Regions from separate parts of the Mus musculus genome. Here region 1 is linked to region 2. The links are chromatin contacts, called in public HiChIP or PLAC-seq maps. All regions are on one chromosome and are shown on one strand. Each heading gives the region's core, a stretch centred on a gene start, on an enhancer-like site or on the middle of the called end of the contact. The rest is flanking DNA. Distances are from core to core; before and after follow the strand shown.

Region 1 (4,292 bases), core at 1,036-3,535, 520 kb after region 2:
GGCATAAACTATTTGTAGCAACCGGTCCATTTATTCCAATAAATATGGAATTCTCATTAGCATGTCAAGGAAGCGAAATGAAAAACAAATACAGGAGATCCATTTGTCAGTCTGCTCTCTCAGCCCCAGGACAACCTCAGCTCAGCAGAAAGGAAAACACAACGAGTAGAGAGGCAGAAACTTTCTCACCTGTTTGGTCATTGAATCTATGAGGCGGACATACAGATCTTGCTCTGTTCTGACGCCTGTGAGGGGAAAAAAGCAGACAAACTCTCAACAAGCTTTTAGCCTGAACCTCAGGAGGGACGCCCGGGCCTGGGCGAGCCAGTGCCTGGGACCACTTTAAGGCAATCCCTACAATATTGGGAGGGAAACAGAAAACCCCAGTCGCTTCTCACTGTTTTCTTTTCTTAATTAAAAGTCTTGGGACTCTTGCGGTTCCCATATGAAGGTGTAAGAAGTCTGCCTAGCAGTGAGCAGGCCAAGAGTGCAGCTCTGGGCCCATATGGTCATTTATTTTTCAAAAAGAGAGTGCACCTATAGAAACAGAGTCCAAACTCCTTTCTACTCTCGAAGGTCCTTTCCTTTCTAAACCGTGCACAGGCAGTAAGTTATGCTCGGCTTATGCAGCTACCCTCATCCCAATAATTAACATTAATTTGCAAAACTGAAAAAAGTCCCTTAAAAGTGCTGTTCTGCAGGCGCCCTTATCGATCCTCCTTTTACTTTCTACTTCAAGCCCCACCGGTTAATCATGTGAAGTGCCATCGACTTATCGATCGTTTATGTTTTGTTTTCCTTCTATGCCATGAGAAGATTTCGTGTTTACACCCATGTCATTTTAATCTCAAAATCTTTATGTCCTGAAACCATCGAGGGAAGGGAGAGCCAGCGCTCAGGGCGAAAGGGCAGTCAGCAAGCAGTGGTACTCACCATTGCTGTACAGTAGCTGCAGCTTGTAGTGAATGCCGTTGTTGGTTTTCTCGTTGTTCGGCTCCTGAAAGCAACGATAAATAATTGCATTTAGCGTGGCCGCGTCTGGCGCGGTCACCGCGCTCGGTCCCCCTCCAGGACCGAGGCCCCTCGGCCTCACACGCTGCAGGCAGGATTCCTGGCTCGCAGCTACGCGGTGATGTCACTTTTCCTGCCGCAAGCCCAGCGTTCCCCCTCGCCCCCAGTGAGTCCGAGGGCACAGAGAAGTTGTTCGGCCCTTGGCGGGGCCTGTGCGACCGCACGTGGCGGCGGGGTCGCCCGGCGGAGCGCTCCCGCCACCGAGGGGGGCACTCGGACCCCATGCGCGGGCACCAACTGCCCCCTACTCCTGGAGAGGGAGGGTGCGATCGCCGGTGTACACTTACTTTCTCTTTCTCCACAAAGTCCACAAAAGCGGTCCTTTCGATCTCCACCGGCTGCCCCTGCCTGTCGTAGAGCGCCAGCACGAAGTGGAAGAAATTGGATTTCCGGAGGTTGGAAGGAGGCTGCTTCTCGAAGTGCGCCCGCGCCAGCCCCACGCCGCTGCAGGAGGAAAGGGACAGCGGCCCGGTGAGCAGCGCGGCGCTGGCCGGAGGAGGGGGCCGGGCCGGGCCGGGGCCAAGGCGCGCGGGGGCGGCCGGTACGTACCTCTGGGCGGCCGTGTTGGCGTCCACCACGCCTGCCGTGTGCATCCACGAGCGCACCGGGTTCATGCCGCTGCCCAGCGGCTCCTCCTTCATGGTCGTCCCCCCGCGCGGAATATTCTCCTGAATCCCAAACATGAACACTGCTGGCGGCGGCCGCGACTCCCGGCCGAAAGCGCGTCCGCGGTCGGCGGCGCTCGGGGCTCGGCGGCAGGAGGCTGCCCTGGCCGCCCTGGCCCTGCTCGGCGCCTGCGGTGCGGCCCGCCGCCGGCTTCAGCCCGTCCCGGGCAGGCGCCGCATACACCGGCGGCCGGGCGCTGCGGACGGCCGGGGACGCGGGCGGGCTGCACCGGTGGCGACGCGACGCTTCGGAGGAGCAGGGCGCGGTGGACGCGGTGGCCGCGGCGGCGCTTGTTGTTGTTGTTGTTTGCAGGCGCGCTCAACGTGGTGTCATCCTAGCCAGGCGGCGTCCGCGGCTGCAGGACACTGCGGGATCGCCCGCTTCTGGCGCGGCCCGCCTGCTCCAAAGACAAATAAACGGGGCAGTGAGTGCCGCGGCGCAGTCCCGGGCGCAGGCGGGGCGCGGCGGGGCCTGGAGCGGCGCGCGCAGCGGACGGAGGCGCACAAAACTCAGCCCTCTCTCCCCGAGGAATGGACCCTTTCCCGGGAGCCAAAACTCGAAGCCCCCGGGAGCGGCGCTGTCAGAGGGTGACGTCGGGGGGCGGCGCCTGCGCCATATATGGGAGCGGCCGCCCCTCGCCGCGCCCCTCGCCGCCGCCGCCGCCGCGCTCGCCGACTGACTGCCTGACGGCGCCGCGAGCCGGCCCGAGCCCCGCGAGCCCAGCGAGCCCCGCCGCCTCCGAGCGCCACCGAGCGCCACCACCGCCCCCGGCCACGCGCCACGGCTCCACAAGCCCAGCCGCGGCCGAGGAAGTTACCACCCGCTCAAATAAATCTCGCAAAGAAGCGAGCGCAGCCAGTGCATAAGTGCTGCTTGGCCCGTTATACCTGCCCACAAGACCTGCCACACAGTCAAAACACCGTGGGTCGGAGGAGGAGCGCCCCAAGTCGCCCACACGCATGCAATAAATACCAGGGCAGCACTGGCTCTGGGGTGTCCCAAAGAGAACAGCAGGAAGAGGCTGGAAAGGCGCGCGGGAGGAGATTCCAGGAGAGGGAGGGACAACAAGGGGCTGGGAGAAGAGGGTACCTAATGCCCCTTCTAGGGATCCACACTCCCTGCCGCCACCAGGGCAAGAGGCGCAGCTCAGTCTGATTTCTAGGCAGACCTAAGGCTGCTGAAGGGCCAGTGTGCCCACATCTGAGCCCCGCTGGGTGTCCCATGCTTTCTACCCCGGCAAAGCCTGCTGAATACAGGGCCGGGGTCCACGTCGGAGACAGGTTCCTCCAGATGCCCCCTCTCCCTCCGGTGGCCACAGGAGTTTCGGGTCCCTGGCCTGTTCTTGGGTGCGGCAGTGACAAAGAAGGCTGGGCCCTCTCTGGGCCGACGGAAAGAGCGCTCAGCCTCTCCGGCGACCCGGAGCTGGTGTCCAGCCTGTTACATGGTCCGTGCGGTGGCCAGATCTCCCCACCTCCAACCGCCTGAAAAGCAGAGCAGACACTGCGGGCGCCAGGGACCCTGCCCTCTGCGCCTCCCAGCCTGGGTGAGCGCGCGCCCTGCGGCTTCCCGACCTGGTTTCGAGGAACCGGGAGGGCAGCTGGGAGCCGGCAGCGCGTGGGCTCGGAGGCCCAGCTCGGGAGGCCCGGATTCGGTTCCCAGGCGCTCGGCCCACCCAAAGGAGATCTGTGCGACGCGCGACAGAGGCCCAAGGGACGACCTGGAGATGTCCCAGGCTCTTTCCTGCCACGAGAAATAAGGCCCTTCTGGTTTTAAAAGAAGAAGAAAAAGAAAAGGTTTCTGGGCGCAAGTGTCGCAGGGCAGCCTCTTCCCGCCGGGCCTGGGGTAGCTCTTCCTTTTTTTGTGAATTGGTGGTGTGTGTGCGTTAATATTTTAATTAATCGGGAAAATCGAAGTCCGATTTACGTTATCTGGGGACCCCCCACACGCTACTTGGAAGGGGTGAGAGAAAAGATGTGCTGGAAAGCAATCTATTTTGCTGGTGTTGGGGGTTAATGACTATTGCCAAAGATAAGTGAATTATCAAAGCTGTTGCGCCAGTCCCATCTCAAAATCCATTACGGGGCCGGCCGTCTAATTAAATACGTAAGTATAATAAAATCATATTTTATGACTATTTGAGGGTAATGAGATTAGTCTTTAGAAGCGATCGCCACATATTAAAAATGCCACTGTCTATAGAATGTTAATAACCTTAAATCAAAGTGTATGGAAACTCCTCACGATAAATTAAAAGAAAATTTCTGTATTCCTAATAAGCCCAGCATTTTCCACTTACATCAGACCCCCCATGCAAGAGGTAACACTTTGCTCCTGGAAAGACAACACAGAATAAAGTTGGCCATGGGTGGAGGGTGAGGTTGAGAGATGCTTTGTCTCTGTGTGTTCCAAAGCTTGGGAGCTCACACTGGGTGAGCGACAGGGCCAGCGTCAATGACAGAATATGCTAAATGCCTTTTTAGGCAGAGATGAAGTTGGGAAAGGGGTACAATGCTCGCTTTGTAGCACACTTCCTAAAATGTCCAGCCTGGGCTGGA
Region 2 (4,073 bases), core at 669-3,168:
CAATACAGGCAGCATCCTATACCAGATGATGACAAAAATACATTCATAAAGCATAGAAATGCCGAAAAGTTTTCTTAATTCCCACTGAGTAGAGATGGCTCACCCAACTCGAGCTGACCCTGCTACATAGCCAGGACAAGCTGAGGCAGTGACAAGACAGACTATATCAGGTTTTTGTTGTACGTAGCTGCTTCAGGTAATGCATGGCTTAACCTGCGGTAAATTTAAATCGGTTTAATGACTTGTATCATAACATTCTCCCACCATAAATAACCATTCCTGAGAGAGGAGGTGGTCTCCTCTCCGGTTACTCTGCCATTCATACTGGTAGCTCACACCAGCACTTGAATGAAGCAGACCAGCAGAGATTATTTATCAAACAGGTATGGACCAATGAGATGCTGGACACCACCAGCCATGGACCAATGGGATGCTGGACACCAGCCATGGACCAATGAGATGCTGGACACCACCAGCCATGGACCAATGGGATGCTGGACACCAGCCAAAGGATTTCTCCCTGGTCTCACTGACAGTAGTAGCATAGTCCTGTTCTTTCAGGCCATGATCTGGCCACATACCCTACAAATACCACAGGAGGGGGATACCATATCTCCATGCTACCCTGAGACTGTGTGGGAGTTTTCCCAAGTCTGAGGTCAGGAATGGTGTGCCCTGCAGCACCTGAAAATTTTAGCATAAATCTCAAAGAGCACGTGTCAGACAGGACCCAACACCCTTGCGATTACTGTAGGTATCTGACCTTCCAACAAACCTCCTTTGAATTACATGAATTTTATCAGAAGTCTCTAGCTTTTTGAACTTCGGGGGCAGAATTACCCATACTCTTATCTATTTTAGCTCTACAACAAGAGGGGGATGGATTCTAAGCAGACAGACAGACAGACAGACCTGTACACACACTGTCTCAGCATGAAGGCTGTCCATACTGGAACCAGCTGGGGTGTATGGAGCTTCCTGTCTTCCAATCATGCTCCTTTATGGAATATTTAGTCTTCTAATTGCAGAGAACCCTGGGGCCTGGGACAAGCTACTTGAGCAGGAGAGGCATCTAGAATGGATCAGCCAAGGCTTCGAGGGGACAAAGAGAGGGAAAGGCTCCATTGGAAAAAGCTAAGCTGAGCTAGTTGGGATGGTGGAAACAGGTGTGCAGGGTGGGCCTGGGAAATCCCTTGGGACATTGATAAGCTATCTGCAAAAGGGGAGTGGCTAACAGAAAGCACACTATCACAACTGAAGGAGCTCAGGGTCCTCTTAAAGTGGCTCAGTAGGTGCCAAGCCAGAAGCCTGAGTTCCATGGCTGGGAGCCACGTGGTAAAAGGAAGAGGACTGACTCCCACAAGTCACCCTGTGCCCTCCCACTCATAGGCCCACAAAATAAAAATTTTTTAATTATTTAAAAAAAATTTCAAGGAGAACTGGCAAGGAGATGAGGCAAAGTGAGAAGCGGGGCTAAGGAAGGGACGCAGCTAAAAAGAGAAGCTGTATTGATGGATGACGGAAGGGCAAGCAGACCTTATAATTTATCCTGTGAATAAGGGATTCTCATTTGTTTTTTAATATAAAATTTTAATTAGGCTAGGGGTGCAGTTCAGTGCTAGGGCACTTGCCTAAGACACACGGGGCCCTAGGTTCAGTCCCCAGTTCTGAAAACAATTAATTAAAACATGTCAAAGCCCAAGCGAAGGTCAGCAGACCACCTGGTGCCAGGGCAATACGGTCTTTAATTCTCTCTTCCTGGAGAGGCCTGGTCAGCCCCAGCCAGAATTCCAGGCAAGACTGGACTGAGGGGAGCTGGGAGGACATGAGCCAACCCCCAGATCTTGGAGCCTCAGCTGGGGCCGGACTGGGGCCTGGCTGATCTGCTGCAGTCAGTTATGTTATGTAAACGGCTTCCTTTCAAGGGTGTTTCCTGAGCACAGCTTACTGGGGCCTGCTTTTTCTCTGGGGTGCATGGCAGGCAAGCTCTACATCAAAGCCTGATTGAGCAGAAAATATGTGCTAATGTTCACAGCAGTACTCTATTATAGTATAAGTGTGCTTGTAAATATTCACTACATGTTATTACGCCATTTGAACCAAGAATATTGGAAGGTGAAAGGTCGCCCTAATGCTCTCTCTGGAGGCAGCAGTTTTGAATATAACCAAATGGGATAATGGTCAGGAGTACCCAGAGGGGGCAATGTAACACGTCGTAAAGAATTGTGCCGTGAGTTTTAAGTTTTCAGGACAACAAAGATGCCGAGAAGATGGCTCATAAGCAGTCATTATTAATGGAACGACAAGGCTAATGTTAAGCAGAATGTCTTTGTGACGATAAATCTTGTCCCTGCGCCATTAGTACTCCTTACAACTGCAAATAGCAGTTAGGTGACAACCTAACAGGGCTGCATCTTATCCTCTCAGTCTCTAATGTGTTTTATAATGCTGTTAAAGTCAGGAATCACAACTGTTTAAGCTCACTTAATCTAGGAGAAGTTTAAACAGGAATTTTAAATGCAAAAAAAAAAAGCCATGCTTTGATATTAGTCTTTCTTAATTAAAAAAGGAGATCTTTATAGAGTAGATTTTTTTTTTGAACAGGCATCAGGCTGTGTATATGAGCATAGATGAATTTTAAATGCTACAGTATCTTCAGGCTTTTGGTCTAGACTTCCTGGTATGATGTCATTTAAAGAAGAGGAAGTGGAAGTGGAAGAATTGCATTCATGAGAGGCAGGCTGTACATTTATCTGTTAAACTTGGGAAGTGCCTCGTGTTCGTATATTTCCAACAGCCTTTACTTTAGAAGTTCCTGCAGCTCTCCTTGGCTTCTGATTTGATTTCTGGAGCAGTTTGAATGAGAATGGCGACCATAAAGCTCATGGATTTGAGTCCTTGGTTCACAGCTGGTAGAACTGTTTGGGAAGATTTCGAAGGTGTGACTTTGTTGGCGGAGACTTGTCATTGGGGTGAGCATTTATTCTGCTCTGAAACTGTGAGCCCCAAATGAAATGCTGTCTTTCATAAGTTGCATTGACTGTGGTATCTCTTCATAATAGCAGAAAAGTAACTAAGAGAATTTCCTTTAGTTTGAAGAAAAATTAAAATTAAACAATTTGATCGCACGCGCGCGCGCGCACACACACACACACACACACACACACACACACAAACACACACCATACTTCTTTCAAGTTCTGGATGACCACAGAACATTAAGTAAGAACACCTCCAAGAGGAACAGCAGGTACTGCACATGCCAGCAAGCTCTTCCCCACCCCTTCTCAGCCCTACCTTTCTAAGGCTCTCTGCCTGATGGATCAGAGAACAACCAACCCTTGACAGGGCTGTTGTGAGTGCTGAGGCGTATAGGGCTCATCAAGCCCAACTCCTCACACCAGCTATGAGCAGTGTGTCTTCTGGAACTTTCCTCACAGCCAGGTAAGCAGGTTAAGAAACTCACAGTGTCTTGAAGGGTCTCCTGCAGCAAGCGTGGGAGGAACTCTAGGGTCACTGGTTGACTCCGTCCCCTTCTCACTTCCAGCATTCAGCAGAATAAGGAAACTGAGTCAGGGAAGAGAATTGACCAGGACAATATCCACTGAGGTGGCCAGCAGGAGGTCCCGCCTCTACCTTGGTCCTCTTTCTTTCATCCAGATCCAGTCTTGGGTCTATCTTCTCCCTTCCTTAAGTGTATGGGCACAGCATGTCACTGATTCCAAAACTAAAAGTTCCTTTTAGGCATTTTCAACAATAGTGCACATTACTGTTCGCCAAAAGGCACACAGTGGTAACGGTCACTCCTAGATTTTAGATGATAGCCTCCTTGATGTATGCTCTCAACATGATTACATCCTAATAAATTTGCCACAAGTTTGCTTAAGTCACCAATCAAATATGCATTTAATTTGCTTACCTACAGAACATCACACCTGAGTTTTGACCTGTCTCAAATATATTCAAAGTACTTATTAGTGTACAATTGCCCAAAGCCATCTAGGCCAAAAGACTACAGTCAGACAAAGTATTGAGCAGCTCACAAAATTTATTAAGTGTCATACAAATGTCTC

Evidence for each region. HiChIP or PLAC-seq counts read pairs in DNA pulled down with a chosen protein or histone mark.
Region 1: an H3K4me3 HiChIP or PLAC-seq map of embryonic limb bud shows a contact between it and region 2, with 3 times the contacts expected there. The contact joins the promoter of Ebf3 here to the enhancer-like site in region 2. A contact is called at or near these places in 8 of 39 promoter capture datasets (the 3T3-L1 cell line, embryonic stem cells, frontonasal cranial neural crest and 4 more), 2 of 484 Hi-C or Micro-C datasets (embryonic stem cells and myocytes), 13 of 115 datasets of contacts at active chromatin or transcription factors (cardiomyocytes, craniofacial prominence, differentiating embryonic stem cells and 10 more) and 1 of 9 other capture datasets (embryonic stem cells).

Annotation. Positions count from the first base shown.
Region 1 is chr7:137,312,160-137,316,451 of GRCm38.p6, forward strand. Ebf3 (early B cell factor 3) reads right to left here and starts at 2,286. Exons shown (of 16, transcript NM_001113414.1): 1 at 1,621-2,286; 2 at 1,359-1,515; 3 at 934-997; 4 at 190-245. The coding sequence starts at 1,754.
Region 2 is chr7:136,796,108-136,800,180 of GRCm38.p6, forward strand. No RefSeq gene overlaps it. Among named protein-coding and RNA genes, the nearest start is that of Gm6249, 88 kb to the left of the region's middle. Within about 2 kb of position 1,919, at least 12 of the 459 cell types and tissues checked have an H3K27ac peak or open chromatin away from gene starts, as enhancers often do. A contact at or near this core is called in embryonic limb bud and second pharyngeal arch cranial neural crest, where this site is marked.